3 separate regions of the Drosophila melanogaster genome follow, and all the other regions are linked to region 1. Evidence: chromatin contacts called from public Hi-C data. All regions are on one chromosome and are shown on one strand. The core of a region is the stretch at or near the end of the contact, and the rest is flanking DNA. Distances in the headings are between cores, read along the strand shown.

What was found. A called contact is a pair of places that touch in the nucleus more often than the background predicts.
Region 2: a contact with region 1 is called in a Hi-C map of the Kc167 cell line, with 2.6 times the contacts expected there. The contact joins the promoter of Abcd1 here to the promoter of ND-49 in region 1. A contact is called at or near these places in 32 of 107 Hi-C or Micro-C datasets (the Clone 8 cell line, the Kc167 cell line, the OSC cell line and 16 more) and 1 of 6 datasets of contacts at active chromatin or transcription factors (the Kc167 cell line).
Region 3: a Hi-C map of the Kc167 cell line shows a contact between it and region 1, with 2.7 times the contacts expected there. The contact joins the promoter of 4E-T here to the promoter of ND-49 in region 1. A contact is called at or near these places in 9 of 107 Hi-C or Micro-C datasets (the Clone 8 cell line, the Kc167 cell line, the S2 cell line and 3 more).

The regions. Positions count from the first base shown.
Region 1 is chr4:570,112-573,265 of dm6, reverse strand. ND-49 (NADH dehydrogenase (ubiquinone) 49 kDa subunit) reads left to right here and starts at 1,712. Exons shown (of 7, transcript NM_001272135.1): 1 at 1,712-1,731; 2 at 2,485-2,662; 3 at 2,733-2,857; 4 at 2,923-3,032; 5 at 3,090-3,154. The coding sequence starts at 2,571. It overlaps Ephrin (ephrin,), which reads right to left and starts at 1,511. Exons shown (of 5, transcript NM_166771.2): 1 at 1,095-1,511.
Region 2 is chr4:192,240-195,323 of dm6, reverse strand. Abcd1 (ATP binding cassette subfamily D member 1) reads left to right here and starts at 1,495. Exons shown (of 10, transcript NM_166736.4): 1 at 1,495-1,779. It overlaps lncRNA:CR44441 (long non-coding RNA:CR44441), which reads right to left and starts at 592. Exons shown (of 1, transcript NR_123744.2): 1 at 1-592.
Region 3 is chr4:956,711-960,052 of dm6, reverse strand. It overlaps 4E-T (eIF4E-Transporter), which reads left to right and starts at 1,661. Exons shown (of 8, transcript NM_166798.2): 1 at 1,661-2,047; 2 at 2,164-3,342. The coding sequence starts at 2,022. lncRNA:CR45201 (long non-coding RNA:CR45201) reads left to right here and starts at 619. Exons shown (of 1, transcript NR_123751.1): 1 at 619-829. It also overlaps asRNA:CR44030.

The DNA.
Region 1 (3,154 bases), core at 463-2,962:
TGAAAAGGCCGTTAAATTATTGTTTCTTTTTCATCTGTGATTTAGGTCTAGTATTCTTTTTAACGTAGACTTAGTTTTCACCTCTTCAAGATTAAATTTTGATACTGAAAATGAAATTGATATAATACCTAGGGTTCTTAGAAAATTTAACCCGACTTTTTTAGAGCGGAATTATACTTTTCAATTTATCTCGTCAAAAAGTTTACTAGGCAGTTAAAAAAGAAACAATACTTTAACGGCATTCTTTTTCGACCCGTATATGTATATGAACTACAAAATAAAAGGATTTCAACCTTCAATTCGAAGGTCGTTTGGCAAACGGAAAGAAAGACAAAAAATATATCGACATGGCTGTGTAAACTGATCAAGAATATGTGTTCTTCTATTGACATTTCCTCCTTTACTTCGTTGACAATCCTGACTGAAATTAGTTTACCCATTGCAAAATCTAACTACATATTATATCTACTCATTCTAAGCTTTGAGATCATTACGCGTTAACATTTTAATGTAACAGTAGCATATTATGCGTATTTATATTTTTATGTAAAGTTTATACAAGTTGATCTTTAAAACAAACAGCCTAAGACTGAGGGATCCTGTTTGCGCCGCGTTCGGCGGCAGTCGGCGAAATAAGCAGCTGTTAATGCTGATCAACAATATTTATATGTTGACTACCGCCACCTGACAGATTACGAGATTTTTAAAAGTACTTCGCTTTAACTTTGGAAACCGCCTAATTGATTTGATTCGACCCTGATTGATCAAAAATACTTATTTAACAGGCCGGCAAACCAATTATCAATTTAAGTGGGATACTACATTTTAATACATGTATGGTACATTTTCTATACAAACAGGGTTGGTAATGGCTTGGCGAAATATTAATATATTTTTTAACATTCATAGTCATAAACAATCAACATGGCATAAGATCAACAATATATAGCGGATCTGCAGTTCTTGACATTCAATTTATAACGGAACAATCAATATATTTCTTAAAAATTGTATGTTTAAGTGATAAAACATCCCAACAGCATTATACAATTACATATGTATGTATACACCAAAAGACATTTCTGTATACATACACAGTGACGACACACTCTCCGAGGAGACAGAAGAAACTCTATATATACACAAACATCTTACTCTCGGGGAAACATTCTTATTCGATACGATTAACAATCCGGTACAAATATGTTGGTATAACATAGTTGACATATAAAAACACAAAATATACATATATGCCCATAACACCGTCTTCCTTTTTTGGTACATCTTTTTCAAAATTACATTTTCACATGATTAAAAATTGTTCCAAACAGGTTTTTGTCTGAAGAGAAATACTCGAAAACAGCTCATTTAAATTAGTTTTTTCTACACTTGGACTACATACAAGAATTATTTATATAAATACTGTAGAGCTAGAGCTATAAAAAAAACTTGTTTAGAGCTGGAACAAAAAACGATGTTTACTTTAACTTTCGATGTATAAAGAAACTTAAGGGCATCGATAATTTTACAAATCAATCGATAGCGATTTTTTTCCAAAGGCCCGTATAATCTTATAATATAAGTCAAATGGTTTGGTTTTTTTTTTTTTTTTTGAATTTAACATATGCGAATTTCTACTATAAGTAATATTCACAGTAAAAACCATACCATATTGATAGGAAACTGTCTTATAAAGATTTTATTTGACATTTGTTGTAGCAGAACCATTATGTAAGTTCCTAGTAAATTTTTTAGCTAGGCTTAAGCACTATTTTATGTTTTAAGAATAATTTTATAATTATTAAAATTTATCTATTACCCGTGTCGAACCTATTTTGATTGGTGTAAGAAGTTTGAAACCCAGTGAAAGAGTTAAGAATTTGAAGTAAATATATATATGGTCAGTATCAAGAGCCGAGTCAGCACTACCGTCTGTCCGATCATCCGTTTTTACGTTACTATCTCTTAGCACCGGTTCTTGACTGCATAAAATTTTTGTTCAAGTTAAAAGAGTTTTCATAATTTTGTTTTCTTAAGTTTAGTCATCGGACGAAAAGTCCAGAAATCAATTGTTAATTAAAGAATTTAAATAGTTTCGTTGTTTTTAGTCATTAAATGTCCACATTCGCTCTGCTGAGATACTGCTAAGATATATAAGTTTAGCCTTGCAGAAGCTATCATTATTATCTCTAGTAATTATATTTTTATAGTGCTCCATTAACGCAAAATTCGCTTCATTGGGATGATGTAAAATTCAGGTCTTCGAAAAATTAATTGCAATTATTGTTTATAACATTATATAAAGATAAATAAAAACTTGGGTAAACGAGCAGGATGACAAAGTGTGTAATATATATAAGGGAATTTATGTGTTTTGCACTTCATTTTCATGAAGCAACAACCTGCGATATATTATTGGTGTAAATAGTATATAAGCTGTACGAGATTCGGTGTTTAAAGTAATTTTCGATATTTTTTGGATAGAATTCCGATTGCGGATAACTATTTGGTTGTATTAGATTCCTGAATTGTTACTAAAGAAACATAAATAGAGGAATTTGACTATCAGGATGGCCAATATAATGAGAAGAACGTTGATTCCTGGACTTTCACACTTGAGGCTGCGGCCACAACTTGTTGCAGCTGGATCGGCCGCGTTAACGTAAATAGTAAATGCTTACATAATTCGAATATATCATTTATATTTGTCCAATTGGAAACTCGTTGTTTAGTTCTCAGGAGACGCGACGGGGAGCAGCCAAGTGGTATCCAGACCCTGAGTTCATGAAGCAGTTTAGCGGCCCGGTGATGTATCCAGACGAGGTCACATCACTTTGGACAGTGCCACCATGGAACAGTTAGTTGGTAACCCAATATTAAACTGACCCTTGAACTAATCGCTTGACTTACCTCCTCTACTAGGCAAAGTAACGCCTGTCGAAAAGTCGGTGCGTAATCTGACCTTGAACTTCGGCCCACAACATCCCGCCGCCCACGGAGTCCTTCGTCTTGTGCTGGAGCTGGATGGAGAGGTTTAAGCTGTTAATCGACCACAGGTCTTGTGTAAATTAAAACCTCTGTTATTGCAGACCGTTATGCGTGCCGATCCGCATATTGGGCTGCTGCACCGTGGGACCGAAAAGCTCATAGAGTA
Region 2 (3,084 bases), core at 246-2,745, 380 kb after region 1:
TTTTAATAGCGGAAAGTGAGTCTGAACATATGCAGAATTTTCCTCTTTTATTTTTGTTGGTTTTTAGGGCCTATAAGGGCTAGAAGCTCTGCTGCGAAGACCGTTCGTTTGCTTTTCTGTAAAAAGTCTCCTGAAAAGTTGTGGGGTCGTGTTGCTTTCGTTGAACTTATTGAGTGTTGTGTCAATTTTGGAGAGATTGGTGTTCCAGGGAGGTAAGGACTGCGCGGGTATTTTTTGTTGTTTAAATGGTAGTTAATGGGCTTTGCTTTTTCTATTATTCGGTCTATTGCTGATTTGTATGGGGGACGTTTTGATGAGCGGTATGATTTTAATATTTTTTATGATTGGGGAGTTGTTAGCGTTGAATAAGGTTTTTGTGAGCTTTGTTATTATTAGGAAGTCCTGTCTATCTTCCAAAGCGCCAAGAGTGATAGATAGTCGAATGATTTATGTATAATATTGGCACTTATCCTAAAATGTTCACAAACTTTTGTTCAACCACTTTTTAAAGTCTTGGAAAAAACATTTTATCTTTGTGTGTTCGTATTAATATATATAGATATTACACGTTTTTTTTCATAAAATATCGATCATTGTCATAGCCCAGTTCCATTATCAAATGGTTTTTTAGCAGATGTGATAGTGAAAGTTCGTAATCGTTTGTACATTTGAGACACAGTTATATGCAACGTGCTGCCACAACTACTATGTATTATGTATAATACTATTTTTTACCTTTTATTTGTCTAAAATCTTCTTTTGTTCCTTACAGCACTTATTGTTTTAAATTATTTTCTATTTTGCGGAAACGAAAAATTATATTGTTTATGTATATACAAATTTTTGTTGTTAGTATTGCCAATATCAAAACTAACTTATTTAATATTATTAATAAATTTCATAGAATGCAAATATGAGTATATATTGCTGTTTTGCAATGAAAATTGCATTAAAATTGCGAGTGCGAGGCAGATATGCCAAACCAAAAAAGTAGCTGTTTAGGTTATTTAGGCGTTACTGTTATCGACATGTTAACTTCCAAATGAATAATTTAAACTTTTCCGGGGATCGATTTTGGTTCTGATGCTGAATGGAATATAGTAACTAGAAAAACTGAATCCTGGAATAAACGATATCTTTCCTTCTCATTATTCTCAAAGTTCTCGGTTGCTTTATTGACATTGGAGACAAAATCAACGGAAGTATTTTAGGATATGTAAATGTTAACTTTATATATTTTCAGTCATTTTTTTTGCTGTTCCAAATTGGTACAACAATACAAGAATGAAGGAAGCCATCCCTAAAAGTGTACTCACACTACAATTTGCAGGATACTTTTAAAAGGAACTTTTGTCCAATCTTTTTTAATTAAAAACAATTTTAAAGGGCCCACGTATTTTATTTCCACCGTTCCATAATTGTTACTAAGCATGTGACGCTATCTTTACGCACATAGCCACACATAAAATTTTGATTGGAAAAGTTTGAGACATTACTAAGTAAGTTACTTTTCTATTTGAAAATTAATCCAAACCTACGAAACCTGCCTTTTACAACTAATAACTCTATATATATATATATCTATTATTTTTGAAACCATCGAAAGCCATCGTAAAATGTTATTGATTATATGGACGATTAATGCCAAAATGTACGTGTTTGTATATGCGTATAAAAAAGTATGGTTATTTTTTTCAGTTTATTGACGTTTAATGTAACTGAAATGGCAAAGAACGCTTACAGCAATCCATACCTCACACATACTAACTGTGCACCTAGGTATGGCTATGTACATACTTTTACTGAAAACAACAAGCTTTAAGCTCTTGTGCAGTTCGGTCATAGCCTTAGATTCTTTCACTTGCCTGGCAGTATCCTTCGGGGACTGTCTATTCTAACAGTACAAATCGTTTATAAACATTGCCGTCAAGTAGTCATTCATAGTTTATTTTCCTGACGTATAAAATTTTCTAACAAAAAGTTGTGCAAGTAGTAGTAGCTATAAGTGTTTTTTTTTTTATTAATCTTTAGGAAAACTATAATGATTCACGAAATCAAACTGTGTATCGTACTTCAGTAAAAATCCAAACCTAGCAATCTAATATACATACATGCATATACATATTTATGTATATATAAAAATAATGTATGCTTATACATTCAACGAATATGTTTTCTAAAATTTAATTATCGCTGGAGTATTATTCACAGTAAACATTGAAATGTGAACAAAGGGTTTGAAATGTTATGTATAAATTAAAACCTACCTACGCTCGTAAGTTTTACTGCCAGTAAAACATCCGTTTATTAATAGCCGAGTCAATTTGCCCATGTCCGTCTGAAAGTATGAACGTCGAGATCTCAGGAAATATAAAAGCTAAAGGGTTCAGCATATAGATTCTAGAGACGCATGTTGCCACGCCCTAAAAACGCTCAAAGGACCAACATTTTTGAAAAATTTTTGTAAATTTTGTCATTAATTTATTATTCTTGTCAAATAACTTTTAACCTCTAACGCCCTAAGGCTGCCAAACCGGTCACGACCACACTTTTTAACATTTTTAATTGTTTTCTCATTTTATTCCACAATATCTCCAGAAAATTGATTAATTTTCCGTCCGCATGTACACTAGCTGAGAAACGGGTATCTGATATTCGGGGAAGTCGACTATAGCATTCTCTTTAGTTAAATTGTTACATTTGGGTAATACAATTTAGATTGAGATTTGTCCCGTGGTTTTCGTATTGCAAACATAAAGCATAAGACAAATCACATATGTATGTATGTACGTACATATTTATAGGTACAGGTTGTAGGTACAATTTGCCTGTATAAAAAGATTCGATGAATTTAATAAAAAGCCGATCTGTCCCCGGAGTTCTTTAATATCTGACAAACATTTCTGCGATATGTTATTCAATACTTACAAGTTTGCTATTAAACAGTTTATCTCTGAAAGACATAGAGCTGTTTGCCGTCAGCTGCTACAGTTGTCGAGTATCAATTATTTCTTAGTGCCCGACATTTTTAATGTTTTATTCATGTACATTGAAACATTTGTAATGTTTCATTTATGTACCTTT
Region 3 (3,342 bases), core at 412-2,911, 390 kb before region 1:
GTACTGTGCCATACCATCCCTATTTTGCCATCCTTACGATACCGCCGTCATTATCTTCATTAATGGGTGGGTAGAGACCGTTAGGTCAATGCAGGACGGCATATAGAAATTGGGTGACGCACTCTTAGACCATAACCAAAACTATCGTATATTCTCAAAAAAAGGGGACTATGACTATAAAAATAGCTATGTATTTAACTCTAAACCTCTATAGATTTTGATAGACCATGACATTGTGTGGAACATGATGTCATTTTCTAGACATTGTGCACGAAGATCATTCCCGAAGTCGACCGAACACTTATTCCGTGCATGTTTCATCAGACCGCCGGCAGCATATTTTAGCGTTAGGCGTGCACTTCCTTGTATAACTGTGTACACCTACAAAAAATTTCAAAATCAATCTATCGGGCACGCTCCGTTAATCGAAGTACTTTACGATTTCGATTTTAAAGATTGGTGCTCCGGTTTTCAAATTCGTAAGGATTTTCGATGTGTATAACGGGCACTTTTGTCTGGCCGAAATGAAAAGTATATGCCCATTTTTATATCACGTTAGATCTTAACCAAGGGAAAAAATAGTTCAGTAGTCTATTGATTTATATTCATTAGTTATTTTATATACAATTTATTTCTGACCCCATCAAAAATTTGATATACAAAATTTTGCTGTCGGCAACAAAAATTTTCGATTTGGCATTTTAAAACGCAAGATCGGTGCTCCGGTTTTCAAATTCGTAAGGATTTTTCGATTTGTAAAACGGACACTTTTGTCTGGCCGAAATGAAAAGTATATGCCCATTTTTATATCACGTAAGATATTATTTACCAAGGGAAAAAATAGTTTACTCAGTGGTCTATTGATTTATATTAATTATTTATATTCATTATTTATTTTATATACAATTTATTTCTGACCCCATTAAAAATTTGACATACAAAATTTTGCCGTCGGCAAAAAAAATTTTCGATTTGGCATGGGGTCATGCGTGCGTCGACTAAACTTACTTATAAAATATAAAAGAATTAATTATCTTAATTTAAAAGATGGCCTATAGTGTTCGTAAGTAATGCTATTTAATTTAATTAATTAAACGGTCAAAATGCAGTAAAAAATTAAATGCGAACATCGGAATTAAAATTGTGAAAAAGGTGTCCGCTGGAAAACAGCTTAAACAGCTGTTTACTGTACAGAAAACACTCCGACAGCAAAAAATTTTACGAAATCAAATCGAATTCGGAAACAAATTACGATTATTCGGTAATGCATGCCTGATTATAATTTCTTGATTTGTTTTATATTAAATTTAAAATTTAATAGTTTAATAATATAAAAATATTCTTATTTATATTATATATTATGAGTATTTCAAATGTAAATAATCATATAAACTATTTTATAAAACATCGACGTTACATAAATAAAATTTATTTTTTGTTTTTCAAGTGTAAATAATAATATTAATCATTTTAGAAAACATTCGGCACCTTTACTCGACGCTCATACGAACGGACAGATATGCTTAGTCTGGTATCGCTTTAGCACCAGTAGGAAAAACCTAGAATTTCTTTTCCCACAAATGTCACAACTTCAAAATTCCATTGTTTCACGGTGTTTCTCTTTTAATGTTTCAATATTAATATATATAATGCCTTAAGGTTCAATAAGAACAAAATATTTTCAATGTCTATATCCCACTCCAATTTAGCGTGATATTCACAAAGCTAATCGCAACATTGTGAGCATTAAAAATTGTTATATATGTATGTAAGCGTCTTGGGATTATATTCTCATGAAACTCAACAGTCATATATATGGCCTTAAAATACGTATATATATATATATATATTAATTTTTCAAAGTGTGTGTTTGCATAAGTGGTGTGTACTATTTGTATATTCATTGTACAATTTCTCCCGTTCATATAGGAGAGTGTTCTGTTTTTAATAATTTTGGATATCTTAACTTTTTCGACTTTCTGTAATAAGTTAGATTACACAGTGAACTATAGTCCTTAGCAATGGATACATCAAAGATTAGTGCCAGGTATGTGGATTAAATATTGGTAAATTTTAGTCAACTTTTTCGATATTATTCTCGCGTACTGTTTTTTTAAACTTGTATATGTACTAACATTGTTTTAACAATCTGTTTCACATTAGGTACTCGAAAGTAGACCTGTTAGCTCTAAGATATGAAGGTAAAAGTCGACAGCGCCCGCAATGTTCAACACGACTTGAATTGCAGACGCTAGGTTTTTGGAAAATTAATCTGAACACAGCTGCGTTAACCGTGTCCAGCGCCTATTCTAATCAAAACAAGAATCGACTTTCTCCAGAAGCAGATAACTCGAGCTTAATTTGTTCCAATAGTAGCTCAATAAGTTCACGTCGCGCTATGAGAAATCGAGAACGGGCAAACAACTATTACCAGCGCTTCGTACCTACCGATTCTCTTCTAATAAGTGGGGAGGATAAAGATAAGGATGCGCTTTCTCATGGACAGCCCTATAAGTTGAATATCATCGATCACCGTAGCATATCATCTTCACATTTAATGCCGGCATTTGCAAAGAGGCGTTTTGTCATATCGAAAGGCAGCAACAGCGAGGAAAGCAACGAGGGGATAAACACTTGTGCAAGCAAGGGCAAGGCAGCCAGTTCGCCTAGCCGTAAGGGTAGCGAGTTGGATACTGCTGAGACATGTTTGAATTTTGTTCAGCCGGATCACGACCAATGCATGTCATCTTCACCTACATTTTCAACATCCCGCCAAGAAAGGCGGATTGGTAGCGGTCGGCTGTTGCCAAGAAGTGATAATTGGGATTACAAAAACGAAAAGACCGTAGAAGCCAGCATTGAGAATGAAAAGGAAACATCTCCAAATGGATCTGGAAGTACAAGCAGTCTTAATCAGCACAATCAAAGCCAACATCGTTCTCGAACATTCAGTGGAAGGTTAGTTGAACGTGTTCCCGAAGTCACAGATCGTCGTTTTCAATATGACTCCAAAAAGTCTTTTGATCGTCAGGGAATTAATAATCGACGCATTTCTGGTAAGGAGCCTTTCAGTACTCAAAGCCGAAGCAAGCGTGGCAATTCCTATCTCATTCACGAAGAACCTGAATGGTTCAGTGCAGGACCTAAATCACAGCTAGAAACTATTGATCTACACGGGTTTGAAGACCTGGAAAAAAACGAAGAGCGATCCGTAACTGAAGATAAAAATAATCAAATTCAACAACTTGATAAAAATTTAGACGCGCAAGCAAGCAAAGATGAAGCTTCGATGAGAAACAGCAATGATAGTTTAAATTTCCGCGAAGTCATTCCAAGTGATGA